Linked DNA regions of Sus scrofa: region 2 is linked to region 1. A link is a contact called in public Hi-C data. All regions are on one chromosome and are shown on one strand. The core of a region is the stretch at or near the end of the contact, and the rest is flanking DNA. Distances in the headings are between cores, read along the strand shown. Region 1 has its middle 82 kb from the start of SERPINE2. Region 2 has its middle 100 kb from the start of TRNAF-GAA.

Evidence for each region. A called contact is a pair of places that touch in the nucleus more often than the background predicts.
Region 2: a contact with region 1 is called in a Hi-C map of embryonic fibroblasts, with 2.4 times the contacts expected there. The contact joins two enhancer-like sites. A contact is called at or near these places in 2 of 47 Hi-C or Micro-C datasets (adipocytes and embryonic fibroblasts).

The regions. Positions count from the first base shown.
Region 1 is chr15:125,856,060-125,863,226 of Sscrofa11.1, forward strand. No RefSeq gene overlaps it. Among named protein-coding and RNA genes, the nearest start is that of SERPINE2, 82 kb to the left of the region's middle. Within about 2 kb of position 4,457, at least 7 of the 83 cell types and tissues checked have an H3K27ac peak or open chromatin away from gene starts, as enhancers often do. A contact at or near this core is called in embryonic fibroblasts, where this site is marked.
Region 2 is chr15:125,968,796-125,975,962 of Sscrofa11.1, forward strand. No RefSeq gene overlaps it. Among named protein-coding and RNA genes, the nearest start is that of TRNAF-GAA, 100 kb to the right of the region's middle. Within about 2 kb of position 3,451, at least 3 of the 83 cell types and tissues checked have an H3K27ac peak or open chromatin away from gene starts, as enhancers often do. A contact at or near this core is called in embryonic fibroblasts, where this site is marked.

The DNA of each region.
Region 1 (7,167 bases), core at 3,207-5,706:
TTAATAGTGCACTAGGATAGGGCCTTCAGCATCGACTCGCACCCAGAGAGAGATTAAATGTATTTCTGCGTTTTTAAGAGAGATTAAAGAAAAACCCTATAAACCATCAGGGTGTGTCCCAGAAGGAGCAGACTTCTTTAGAAACTTGAATTCCATTGATATTGGCTAGACACTTCTTTGAGCCAGTGGTTAAGGAGGGATTTATTCAGACATCAGCTTCAAGTCTCAATAAGAATAAAGAGAAAAAAAAAATGTTCCAACATGTAAGTAAGCACACTTTAAACCCTGGTTAATCTGCTTCAGGCAAAAATATTTCCTTCCATCCTTACCCTTAGAACTCATCAGGATTAAGAGGTCTTTGTCCTCCTCCTCTGCTCTTTCCTCTTTGTCTTGTGTTTTCCTATTTTGCTCTCTCCCTTATCCCTTAGCCTTTTACGAAAATTTCTCTGGGGGGCTAGACTGTTTGCCTCGCCCCTTCTTTACTTTCAGTAAAGAAGAATCTATTTTCTCTCAGCCTCAGGACCTTCTAAAAGTGTGAATTTTTTTTTTGTCTTCTTAGGGCCGCACCCATGGCATATGGTGGTTCCCAGGCTAGGGGTCGAATTGGAGCTGTAGCTGCTAGTCTATGCCATAGTCACAGCAATGTGGGATCCAAGTCACATCTGAGACCTACACCATAGCTCATGGCAACGCCAGATCCTAAACCCAGTGAGCAAGGCCAGGGATCGAACCTGTGTCCTCGTATATGCTAATCAGATTCGTTTCCACTGAGCCATGACTGGACGTCCTAAAAGTATGAGTTTTAAAGAACCCCTTCCTTCATATACATACTATAGGAAATAGGTACCTAGATAGGAAACATACGAAGTCCATTCAGTATAGAAACATAGATAATATTATGTTATCTCTTTATAAATTGAGGGGCTTGTAGAGAATATTTTGCATATTTTACTTTTTTTTTTTTCCAGATTCTAAGGATACCCCATACATTGCTTATCCTCCCCAGCCTCTATGGCTGAAATCTATAGATAAGAGTTGGAAGCTTTAGTTTGTATTAAAAAGTTATCACGTTAAGCTGTTCTTAGTCACATACAAGGCTAAGAAGCTTATTTGCTCCATTCCTAAGAGCAAGTTTTGCAGGGGTGAAATGTGGAGAATAGATCCTGAAACTGGAACCAGAAGGTGGGACGAATCATAGGTGATGGATAAGGCAGAAGCTCCAGTTTCCTTCCTTCCCTCATCTCATCACCTTCCCAATATCTGCCAGAAAGAAATGCTCAGTGCTTAGTAGGTTAGCCACCTCCTACTTTTCTCAGCCTGGCCAACAACAAGGAGTCCTAAGTTACTTCTTTCTTCTGGTTTACCTTATTCAGTCATTTTTCATTCTCTACAATGTGCCAGGCATGAGGTTTGCTGTGGGATGGATGTTAACAAATAAAGCTAACTTTCTGTGACTCTACCTTCATGGGTCTTCCAATCTAGGAGCAACAGGAAACAGGCAAATAAATAAACCTCTAATCAAGTGCGATTGGCTCCATGAGGAGAACAAATGAAGAGAATAACAGATAAGTGATCTATTACTGTAGATCAGGCAGAAGACCTGCTCTGTGGGGGTGAAAAGAAAGGAGAGAAGGGGCCAGCCATGTGCGCACAGGGAGATGGATGTGCCAGGGAGGGAAATAGGAAGTGTGAAAACCATGACTCAGAGGGCAAGCTGGAATTTTAAGAAGAATTTTAAATCATGAGTCATTGATCCTAAGTCTTCAGCAAATGTTTTCCAGCACTGAGAGGGCACTCACATAGTTCTCATATCAGTTGACTAGCTTCTGGACTGGGGGACCTTTGAGTAGGATAGGAGGGTAGTATTTTTAAAATGTTTTCTTTTACCTATTTTAAGCAATTGAAACTAGAGGGCAGGGGGGAAGTAAGGAAATTTCTGAAGTCTAAATGAAACATACATTTTCAATAATTTTAAAAATGTTTTCTTTGGGAGTTCCCCTTGTGGCACAGTGGAAATGAATCTGACTAATATCCATGAGGATGTGGGTTCCATCCCTGGCTTTGCTTAGTGGTCAGGGATCTGGCATTGCCATGAGATGTGGTGTAGATTGCAGACGTGGCTTGGACCTGGCATTGCTGTGGCTGTGGGTGTAGGCTGGCATCTGCAGCTCAGATTGGATCCCTAGCCTGGGAACTTCCACATTCCATGGGTACAGCTCTAAAAATCACCCCCTCCCCCCAAAAAAGGTTTGCTTTGAATTATAAGCACTTTGTCTCACTAAACCTCTTTTAATTCTTACTACATTTTTGATGCCTCCTATCAGCAGGCATCTCAGAGAGGGAGGCTAGTTGGGGAAGATGTTTTACAAACGTGCTGTGGATTATCACAACTGCTACGTATCCTCAGCAGTGTCTTGCGTAGGATGAGGAGGCTAGCTAAAACCTGAAATTCCCTTTAGCTCTCCAGTTTTAGCTCTCCAGATTTTCATGAAGCCAGTGTCTTTTGTACTAGCCATCCCTTGTGTGTGCCTGTCTTCTTTAGGAAAAAGGTCCCTCCCGCCATGGTGATAGGATATCAGTCCTGTTTGTCTTGACTCCAAGGTGGGCATATGACCTATGACTGGCCAATCTAGGTAGCCTCTTACTCTGGTTATGGTGACTGGTTCGGCCATGAGCACATAACTCAAGCAAGGCCCACCAGAGCTCTTCCAGGAAATTTGACCCTGGGAAACCCAGAAGAGAGTTTCTTTCTTCTTCCAGAATCAGGAGATATAAGGGCAAAATGTGCTTGGGCTATGATCAGGTGTCTTGTGGTCAGATGGAGAAAGAGCCTGAGATTAAAACCCAACCAAGATGAGAGATGAAGGTGGAGGGAGTTCAGGCATCACAGACTGAACCCTAGATCTCATTATACTCAAGGCAAAATGCACAGCTCAAATTTCCAAGCCAATGCATTGTATTTTTGGCTGAAGAGCTAGTTTGAGTTGGATCACCATCTCTTGAAGCAGATAGGGATTAATACAACTTCCAATTTTTTTCCCAATTTCACCAAACCTTGATGGAAAAATTATGCATAAATTCATGTATATGTTCTATTCATCAAACATTGGCAATTTCTTATGTAGGACAGTTAGTTTTCCTCAACTCACTTAAATTCGTAAAAGGAGACTTTCAATTCTTCAAGTACAGATTATCATCCAGAAAGAAAAAAAAAAATCAAAGCATATGTTTGCATCTGTGATAAGAACAAACAGTGCTAAAGATGAATTGCTTAATGGGAATTAATTTTCCTTTCGAATGTACTTTGTTACAACTTTATTACTTAATTATAACTATTATTTTCAGACAAATCTCTTGTTCTCATCCATAACCAGAAAAACCTATTTTTTTCTTAGGTTGAGAAACAAGCAGGCATATTTGTTTCTATTTCTTGGATTTAGAAAGGAGAATATAGGAGTTCCTGTCTTAGCACGGTGGAAACGAATCCAACTAGGAACCATGAGGTTGTGGGTTCGATCTCTGGCCTCGCTCAGTGGGTTAAGGATCTGGTGTTGCCGTGAGCTGTGGTGTAGGTTGCAGATGTAGTTCAGATCTGGTGTTGCCGTGGCTCTGGCGTAGGCTGGCGGTAACAGCTCTGATTAGGCCCGCTAGCATGGGAACCTCCATATGCCGCAGGCCCTAAAAAGACAAAAAGACAAAATAAATAAATAAGTAAATAAACAAAAAGAAAGGAGCATATAAACGGGAGATGCTGGTGGCCTGTGTTTGTGGCTCACGCAAACTGCTTCTGTTTCTGCCTGAACCATCAGAAGACAAATCAGTGTTGAAAAGAGCAGGATCATTGCCAGGCCACTTAAGCCAATCCTGAAGATGAATCATTAGATTTAAACCCCAGGAAGTGAAGACTCAGAGGGGGAAAAGATGGGCCCATGACCTCCTCTTCCATCCTTGTTCACGGTAGTAAAAAAAGAAAACTCAATTCATAGATAAACTAGAAACACTGGAGGGGTCCTAATTTCAGACTTACTTCTATCAAGTTAAAAAAATTGAATAATAAATTCCTTTAGCCTCTCCCAGTTTCCTTACCCAAATGAGTGATAATTTCTTCAAAAAATCTTGAATTGATGAAGCAGCTGTCATAGACATTTGTAGTGATCTCAACACTCAAAGCCTTGACATGCCACTTGCAGAACCATGCAGTGAGTCTCTGGGAACATACCAACTGCTTAGTCTTGGAATCCTAACTGTATTTCTGTGGAGTCAGGGAGGCCAGGCAAGTCCTGGACCTCCTCTGTTTATAGAATAGTGTTCTTTTTTTTCATCCCCTTTAGTCATTTAGTGACAATGACCAAAGGCAATAACCTAAAGCTCTGGGGCAAAGCAGAAACTATTCAAGCTGGAAGAGGACTTAACCTATTCACTTTCCAGATGAAGAAAGAGTGACTCACAGGAGTTTTGAGACTTGCTCAAGGTCTCATAAAGCCCTTCGAGCTCTTAGGGGTGGCTCAACTACCAGGATGATGCTGAAGTATTAAGTATTTGTTACACATTCTGTCCATCAGCCTGCCTTGGCGTTCTTCAAAGTATGTGCCTTGCAATACTGGTGAACAGATGTTCTGTGCATAGATTTTGCTGGACAAATTAATTAAGAAATAACATGTACTATAGCTTTCCTGGGAACCTATTAACAACAGAGATTCTACAGTGTAAGAAATTATTGGCCTATATTTATCAGAGGCTTTGCCCAATATATTTGACTAAAGAAACCTTGTTTTGTGGAAGACCTACCAACTTGAGATCAAGTTCCTCACGTGGGAAAGACCGAGCTACCTGATGTTAGCTCTGCCCTTTAACTCAAGCTCCTGGGTGCATTTCTCACTTTGTCCTGGGAATTGTTGAGCTTGCTTAGATTTTGTTTAAAATGTGAAATTAAAAGATAAATATTCTACCAAAGAAAAATTTCAAGCATATTGTTTCTGTTTTTTTTTTTTTTTTTTTTTTTTTTTTTTTTTTTTTTTACAGCACAACTTAGGAAATACCAAAGCACCATAACGCAATGAAATTTAACATGTGGTTCTTAGAGTCAAACAATCTGACAATTAACTGTCTGAGTAAACTTAAACCATGAATCCATGAGTCAGGATGACCAAGCCAGCTCTGCATGGGTGTGCCTAGCACACTAGGAGTCATTAATAATCCCAAGTGGCTCTATTAGCCAATACTATTGAACATCATCCAGTGAAATTGCTACATCTCTCCAGGGTTCACCAATTGAGATGCCTCCAGGCAGTGGCATAAATGAGTAAAAATGCAAAGGAAAGTGGTAGCAACCATGTTGAACTGGGGAGCACTTGACCCTTTAGAAGCAAAAAAAGGTTTTAGTATGTCTTCCAAACAAACTTGGGGGCTGCATTGGTCACACGAGGTATGGGTGGGCAGCTCCTGCCTTGACCTTAAACTGGGAGGCAAGCTTTAAGTAATGGCAGCTAGAATGATCCTAGAAAATAGTGGCATTCAGCTATCTAGTAGGACTAGGGAACAGAGCAATCAACTTCATGATTTATGACTCATGGTTACAATTCTCGAGCTTTATCTTACAAACAATATGCAGATTTGCCATTTCCACGAAATTGGCAGAGGGGGAAATGTATTTAGCATCCAAACTTGACTGATCATTATTGATTCTTCTAATGATTCAGAGGACACTGGAGGAGCTGCCAATGCTTCTGGGGCATCACTTTGACCACTGTACCAGGGAAACTCAGGGTTCACTGTACCAGGGAAACTCAAGGGGGGAGTTTGTTACCATCTCACTTGTTAGTACAAGTGCTAACAGGGGATGGTCTGTGATTAGGTAAGACGTTTAGAATTTGCTGGCTGAATCAGAACACCACAACTTAGAACAAGAGAAGATTGCTGAAAAGTGACTAAATGGTTGAAAATTAGTAACCACATGTAAAATTAGGAGGAGACAGGCTTATTTAGTTTGTAAGAATTGCCAAGAAGCTGCTACCGAGAGGAGGTTTTCAGGTGAGAAAAATTTGTATTCGAAAGGTACTTTCTTTTTTCTTTTTCTTTTTTCTTTTTGGTCTTTTTAGGCCTATAGAGGTTCCCAGGCTAGGGGTCAAATCGGAGCTGTAGCCACTGGCCTACACCACAGCCACAGCAGCACCAGATCTGGGCCGTGTCTGCAACCTACACCACAGCTTACAGTAACCTGGATCCTTAATCCACTGAGCAAGGCCAGGCATAGAACCTGTGTCCTCATGCATACTAGTCAGACTAGTTTCTGCTGAGCCATGACAGGAACTCCCTCGAAAGGTAATCTCTTTTGAGAAGAGCTTTGAAATTAGGATAACTACGTATCATCAGTAATGATGAAAAATACATGCCTTCCTAGACACAGAAAGAGCCATGATCCATGCAGACTGCGTGTTGATTCAAGAGCATGGCCAAACCTTCCTCTAAGAATTTCAGAACATGGAACAATCTATTTGTTAGTTTTTTAAGGGCAATGGTTGTTTCTTCTCTGGCCCAGAAAAACTTCCACAAAGACTGTTACTGCGCCTGCCTAGAGGAGGCACTCAATATTACAGAAGCGAAACGTGTTCCCTGGAAGAAGAGCCATACTGGCTAACATTGACTGAGTCCTTACTATATATAAGCGAGGCATAGAGCTGGTTGCTTTATATACAATGTCAATAATTCTTCTGGTGACCCCTATTTTACAGATAAGGATACCTCACCCATGGTGACATGACAAAGCTACAAGCTCCGGCTCATATGCTTTTCAACCTACTCTATAACCAGATATGAATTTGTAGAAGTAGAGGTGTCTGGGTATGGGGGAGGGAATGGCTGGAATCTATAGCAATGATCGGATTTTGGTTAGGAAGATATAAAGAAGAAGCGATTTGAAGAAAGAATGAAATAGGGCTTCAGAGAGTGGAGGGGCATTGCAGATTAAAAACAGCTCCATGTTGTCCATCCTGTCTGTGCTTTGAAACCAAGCAATGCCAATATCTGCGGTTATGTGACTGGGAGCCTACTGAGAATTTGGGTTAAGAGTGTGTCGTGCATTGAATCTGTCCAAGTCCTAACCCCTGAAACCTCGGAATGCGATGTTAGTTGGAATAAAGGTCTTTGCACATGTAATTAAGGCAGGGC
Region 2 (7,167 bases), core at 2,201-4,700, 110 kb after region 1:
TGGTGGGCAGGGCTGGAAATGAGTGGAAGGAAGAGTTGGACAGGTAACTGGATCTGATATCCTTCCAATCTTGGAAGTGGAACAGCAGTTTTCTCATTAGATGAGAAGTCACCTGTATTTTCTGATTGCAAGTAAATTAGACCCATAAGGAATGTAGGATTATGAAAGCATGTCTAACACTTTATTAGAAATTTAATTCTAAATTGCCTCCATCTTGTAAAGTTTGATAATCACCAACTCCAGATTATGTTTAAATCATCTAAAATGTGTTTGTTTGTTTGTTTCTTTTTAGGGCTGCACCCTTGGCATATGGAAGTTCCTGGGCTAGGGGTCAAATCAGAGCTGAGCTGCTGGCCTACACCATAGCTCGCAGCAATGTGGGATCCTTAATCCACTGAGCGAGGCCAGTGATCAAACCTTCATCCTCATGGATGCTAGTTGGGTTCATTACCACTGAGCCACAATGGGAACTCCTAAAATGTTTTTTTGACGTGGCAAGGGTCATAGTAAAACTTTCCATGACAGGAGAATAACAGCCACGAAAGAAAAATTTGGAAGACACTACCCAAAGTAGTGCTTTTGAAACTGTTAAAAAAAATACGTCTTGTGTCACAAGAGAGTGCACCCTTAGCTGGAATAGGAAAAGGAAATGAATGTGTTTTATCAAAAAAAAGTGTTGAAACTTTATGTTCTGTTTTATAATATATTTATTTCTATTTATTTATTTATTCATTTATTTATTGGCCGCACCTACAGCATATAAAATTTCCTGGGCTGGGGAACGAATCTGAGTCATAGCTGCAACCTACGCCACAGCTGTGGCAGCAGTGGATCCTTAACCCACTGCTCCAGGTTAGGGATCAAACCCACATGGCCACAGAGACGACACTGAATCCTTAACCCACTGCACCACTGAAAGAACTCTTATTTCTTTTTATTTTAATTGAAAAACTATGTTCTTTGTGTCCCTGGAGTCTTCAAGGTTAATTCATGTCCCAATAAGATATATGTGCTTGTTGTGTAGCTTTGCCTGACCCCTGGCATCACAGTTTCACACCTGAATTATTTGTGTCCCAGCTTGAGGACCCAGGCAGTGAAGTATTCCTTGCCCTCTCATAACAGGGAATAGCTCTCTGGACAAAATGGTTGGCACACACCTTCGCTAAGCCTTGGCCATAGGACTTGTTCCAGGCATACTACAGGTAAATGAAAGCCTAGCATCTAGGACAGACAAAAACAGAATCTCTCCTTTTCCATCTCAAGGCAGACTCTATAAAAATCTCCTGGACCACTTCAGGAGTTTGCGCCATTTCTTTGGTAGTGAATGTATCAGTTATCCATCGCTACAATTACATCACATAAAAACCCACAAAACCTCGGTGGTGAGAAATTAAACATTTACTTTCACTCATGACTGTATGAGTTGGCTGAATAGTTCTGCTGATCTTGGCTGAGATTGGCCAAGCAGTTCTTGTCTTGGCCGGGAGGTCACTTACATATCTGGCAGACGACTAATTTTCAATTAATATAGGGTGGTCTTGGCCTTGCTCCACTTAGTCTCCTAGCCTCCAGGAAACTAGCCTGGGTTTCTTGTCATGGTTCATGCAGGAGAGAGTGTGCAAGACCTCATAAGACCTGGGTTTGGAGGTGAGGCCTCATCCTATTGACCAGAGTGAGGTAAAAGGGCAGCTCAGATTCAAGGGACAGGAAAATAGATTACATGCTCGATGGGAGAAATGGCAACATCATCTTGCAAAGGGCAGAGACGGAGGGAGGGTGGGGGAACTGAAGCATTTTCTCCATCCATTTACTGCAAGGAGGCATTCTGAATCATCCTTTGTATAAGCAAAACTCTATAGTCATATAATCTTTTTCCGTACTGCTTATTTATGAAGCCCAGGGAATCTTTCTTACTGAAACCCAAAATGGAATGTTGATGTGAAAAGTTTTTAAGGCCTTTTCCAACATCATTTTTAGCTACTTACACTTACTCTTTGTTGGGAGAAGATGAGAGGAGTACAGATCTTCCCTAATAATGGCATCTCTGAAACTTCGTGGTTGACTCGTGATGAGATTACTCTGGTAGGCTGAGACAAATCCTTGATGAAAGTGAAATATGTGCATGATACACGTATTGACCTTGTGACAACTTGGCATCTGCTTGGGCAAAAATTTCAATCATGTAGAGAAAGAAAAAAGACTGTCAAAAATGTGGAGAAAAATTACGTAAGTCAATAGTGCTTAGATATATAGCAAAAAAAAATTATTTTCGAAGCTAATTCAAGAAACCTCAGTCATTATGAGCCAGATTTATAGCCCACAGAATGTGGTTTTCCCATGGAATCACATCTCAAGTTAAAGAGACCATAGAAAAGAAGCTTAGCCCTTCATTTTTAAAGTGTGTATCATTTTCCTGCTCATCTATTTTCCTCCCTTTTTCTATGGCTCAAGATGAATGTTGGGGAAAGGAGGACTCATGGTCTTAGGAAGAGCCAGGCAAGGTACACTTTAGGGTCCAGAGTGAAGGGCACAGCGTACTGTGATAGGCTCATTGTCTCATTTTATCTCCATCATAACATTGTGGAATAGGCATCTACAGCCCCTGATTTTATAGGTGGGGAAGCTGAGGCTTAGAGAGAACAAGCAACTTGCCCAAATCCATATAACCAGTGAGAGCGAAAGCCAAGAATTGAGCCTTAGTCTCCAGGTTTCCATCTCCTTTTTTTTTTTTTTTTTCCTGGCTATGATTTCCCCACTATAAGAGATCACTTTCATCTTGGGTACCCTTACCTTTAGAATTTGAAAATTTACCAAGTGGGTTTCCTGTTGTGACTCAGTGGTGAATGAACCCGACTAGTATCCATGAGGACTCGTGTTCGATCCCTGGCCTTGCTCAGTGGGCCAAGGATCCCGTGTTGCCGTGACCTGTGGTATAGGTCGCAGACGTGGCTCGGATCCCATGTTGTTGTGGTTGTGGTGCAGGCCAGTAGTTACAGCTCCCATTCGACCCCTAGCCTGGGAATGTTCGTATGCTGTGGGTGTGGCCCAAAAAAAAGACAAAAGACAAAAAAAGAAAAGAAAAAAAAAGAAAATTTACAAAGTACTAAACCGGCTCTTGTTCTCTGTTTTTTTCCCTCAAAGGCAGAGAAAGGAAACCTATTTATTGCCACATGACTGAATGCCTCATGGTTTGTTCAGGAATGGGACAGGGAATCATGGAATCATCATGGAATCATGGAATGCCTCATGGAATCATCTTCGTTAAACTGAAGACAAAGGAACTAGTCCTCAGGGGTGAAAGCCAGCAGAAATGAGAAACACAAATGATGTAGTGACTCCAGAGTTTACATATTTGAGAAAGAACTTTGCTCCAGGTCAGATGTGAAGGAAAAGAATGCCACCCACTAGACGAATGCCCAGGGCTCTGATGCTGTGGGTACCCTGTGCCAGCATCCATGGTGAGGTAATTCTGCAGAACAGCTGGACTCATTCATGCCACATGCCTTCTCAGACAGTTAGGGTAAACAACTTTTCAGATGCATTTCCTGTTAGTTTAAAAAAAACTTCCCATAGTCGTACTAGTCAAATAGTATTTGAAAATTCCCTTTTTGTGTTTCCTTTAAAAGTACTTTCTTTTGCAAGAGGTTTCCCGGACATGATATCATCCTAATTATTCCTTGACCAATTTTATCACCAAACACTTCGAATGTAGACAATGTGTTCAGCTTTACAAGGTGGTCAGGGTCAACCCGGGGAATGTCCAAAATAGTGAGGACAGGAATGTTTCAATTTCATGGTCAGATCCTACAGCTAGAGTAATGTGTGACCTGTCTGCCTAATGAACATTTACTACAAAGCTTGGAGACAGCACTAATTGGTTGTGGAGTCATGAGGAACATTTATAAAGTGGCTAAAAAAAAACCCCTGTGACTGGAAATGTGAAGGGAAATGAATTGACAGCTCATTTCTTACTCTTTCTTTGGAGCAAACTGTTGATAATTGCTGCAAGAGTTGACACTTCTAAAATTCTCACTTGGTTGCCCAAATAGCGTTCAGAATTAGTGCTTCCCATTTCCCTGTTCTGGCTTTTCTCAAAGAGTCTTAACCAGAGGAACCTCTTTCTAGTCTTTCTGGAGGGGGTGTAGACAGAAAACGTTGAATTCAGCTTTGCAAAGATCTGCTTTACTATGAGATTCTTGCCTCTAAGATGAAAGAGAAATGGCATCTTGTTAATAAAGAACTTAAGACAAATACTAACTCATTCCTAGAAAAGGATAAGGAAATAGACATTCAACATTGAATTTTGAGGAGTTCCTATTGTGGCTCAGTGGGTTAAGGACCTGATATTGTCTCTGTGAGGATGCAGGTTCAATTTGTGGCCTCACCCAGTGGTTAAGGATCCAGCATTGCTGCAAGTTGCAGCATAGGTCGCAGATGGGGCTTGGATCCCATGTTGCTGTGGCTGTGGCGTAAGCCAGCAGCTGGAGCTCTGATTCAAACCTGGCCCAGGAACTTCCATATGCTGCAAGTGTGGCCATAAAAAGAAAAAAATATATATATTTGAACTTAAGTCTTAGAAAAGAAAAAAGAAAAAAGTCAGAAGTTAGAGATAGTCCTAAGACATTGTGAAAATGACATTTGCTATAGATAAAGTCTGCTTGAGAGAGAGGAGACTTCTATCATGGGAATATTTTCAGCATCGTGAAATTTGGCTCCTCTATCTAAAGAATATGAGGCAGAGGCCAACACCTCTGGTCATAGTGGCTAGTTATTAGTATATGTATCCAAGGTTCTAGAATCCCACCTTTGTCAAAAGCAAATCCTGGCTGGCCCTACCCACTGATGGGACTCGAGAACTCTCAGTGGTCCATGGAGGTGCCACTCATAACCCCTACAGCATGAGGATGAGAAGGGCAAGCCACACGATCCAGGTATGGCTAGGGGATGCCCAATGGGAAGCCTTGGGGATCCTCAGCCTGGTAAATCTGGGAATCAGCCCCCTCCTGACCTGGGGCAAGACAACAAATGGCACCGGCATTTCGCTGATGCAGGGGAAGGTGGGAAAAGAAACAAGGCATGAGATCTTGGCAATCTTTAAGGTAAAACCAGGGCTAGCCCTAGAGCTGCCAAGTGACTGTTAATTATCCAAGTTAGAAGAATCTCCCTTCCTTTGTGGATGTGACCAGTCTCTTCATTGATCATCAGGGTTTATCTGGCTCACTTAACTGGCTAAGAGGAGTATCTTTCCTTCTCCAGCTATCCTTCTGTCTTCTGCAACCTGTTGGTCCCCTACCTAGACAGCTTCTTATCTAACCCTTCCAGATAGGAGGCTATTCTTCCTCCTCCTCACTCTCATTTCTATAGAAATGGCACCAAGACCAATCAGGGCCTTAGAACCACATTTCATCTCTGAATGGCTGTGATTTATCTTTACAATAAGGAGGAGCAAGTGGGTACATGGTTTTATAGAATTTGAGAAAAAAATTTCTTGCTTAGAGGGCTGACTTGGGTTTCAGTTCTCCCTTTCCTTCTAAATACTCTCCTTAAGGAATAACCCAGAAAAACCATCTTTAGGCATCAGCAATGAAATGTGTAAAAATCAAAAACTTGTTTGAATCACCTTGCTGTAAAAAGCAGAACCAACCAAAAGTTGGTTAGAGGCAGCCATTGAAGAATAGTAACCCTCACCTTTAAGTTAGCTTTAAAAGTTTGTTTTAGTTAGCATCACAGCAGAAAGTGGCAAGGCTAACACTGGAAAAAAAAAAAAAAGGAAAAAAATAAAAAATAACAGTACAGGTATGGGGGAAAAAAGCAGAAAAAAAAAGGAAAAAATGAACAAGATTATGAAAATGATATTATAATTCATATTTTTTAAATTATATATTTTTATAAAATTCTTCAGCAAAAGTTTTTCTGTGTGCTAGACAATCAGCTAAATTCAGGAGACGGAAAGATGAATAAGACCAAATCTCTCTCCTTTGATAATGGTGCTAAGTACATTGTAAACTGTGAATAAATGTCAGTTTTTTTTTTCTGCTAGTGAGAGAAATTCTTAATTAATGAATATTTATTGTGATTGCTGAGTTTTTTTAAAAAAAGTAATGTGCTGTGGCAAAGAAAGCTATCTCTCCCCCCAAAACAGTCTCATCTTCTTTGCCCAGGTACATTAATAGACTACATTTCCCAGCCTCCTTTGCAATTAAATGTGATCATGTGATTAAGTTCTAGCCAATGGCCTGTGATCAGAAGTAATGGGCTGAGGATTTAAAAAATTTTTTTTAAATTCCTTAATGAATTTTATTACATTTAGAGGTGTACAATAATCATCACAACCAAATTTTACAACCCAGCCCAAACCCTCAGTGCATTCCCCCTACCCCCAAACCTGTCTCATTTGGAAACCATAAGTTTTTCAAAGTCTGAGAGTCAGGATCTGTTCTGCAAAGAAGTGCATTGTGTCCTTTTTTCAGATTCCACATGTCAGTGAAAGCATTTGATGTCGGTTCCTCATTGTCTGACTGACTTCATTTAGCATGATAATTTCTAGGTCCATCCATGTTGCCACAAATGCCAGTATTTCTTTCCTTTTAATGGCTGAGTAATATTCCATTGTGTATATGTTCCACATCTTCTTTATCCACTCCTCTGTCAATGGACATTTAGGTTGTTTCCATGTCTTGGCTATTTCATATACTGCTGCAATGAACACTGGAGTACATATATTTTTTTGAGTCACGGTTTTCTCTGGATAGATGCCCAGGAGTGGGATTGCTGGATCAAACGGTAATACTATTTTCAGTTTTCTGAGGAATTTCCATACTAATATGTGTCCGTGTCTTCTTCATGCCCAACCTCTTGGCTACCACAGCATGTAAAATAGATTGGTCTTTATCACGATGAGTGAGGGTGAAAGGTGAGACCCATCCCTGAAGAATTTTTAAACAGGGGCATGGATGTGACCCAATTTGCTACAAGCAAAGTCCTCCTGGTAGCAGGAATGAGATGGTTTGCTGCAGGGCAAGACCATAGGGCAAGGACCCCAGTCAGTGGTGTTGCAGGAATCCAGGTGAAAATGAGAGCCTGAATGCAACAGTGTCCCTGAGTATGAAGAAAAGGGGGCTGATTATTATATTTCCAGGTCTCGCTTGCTAAGTTATATGGAGGCAC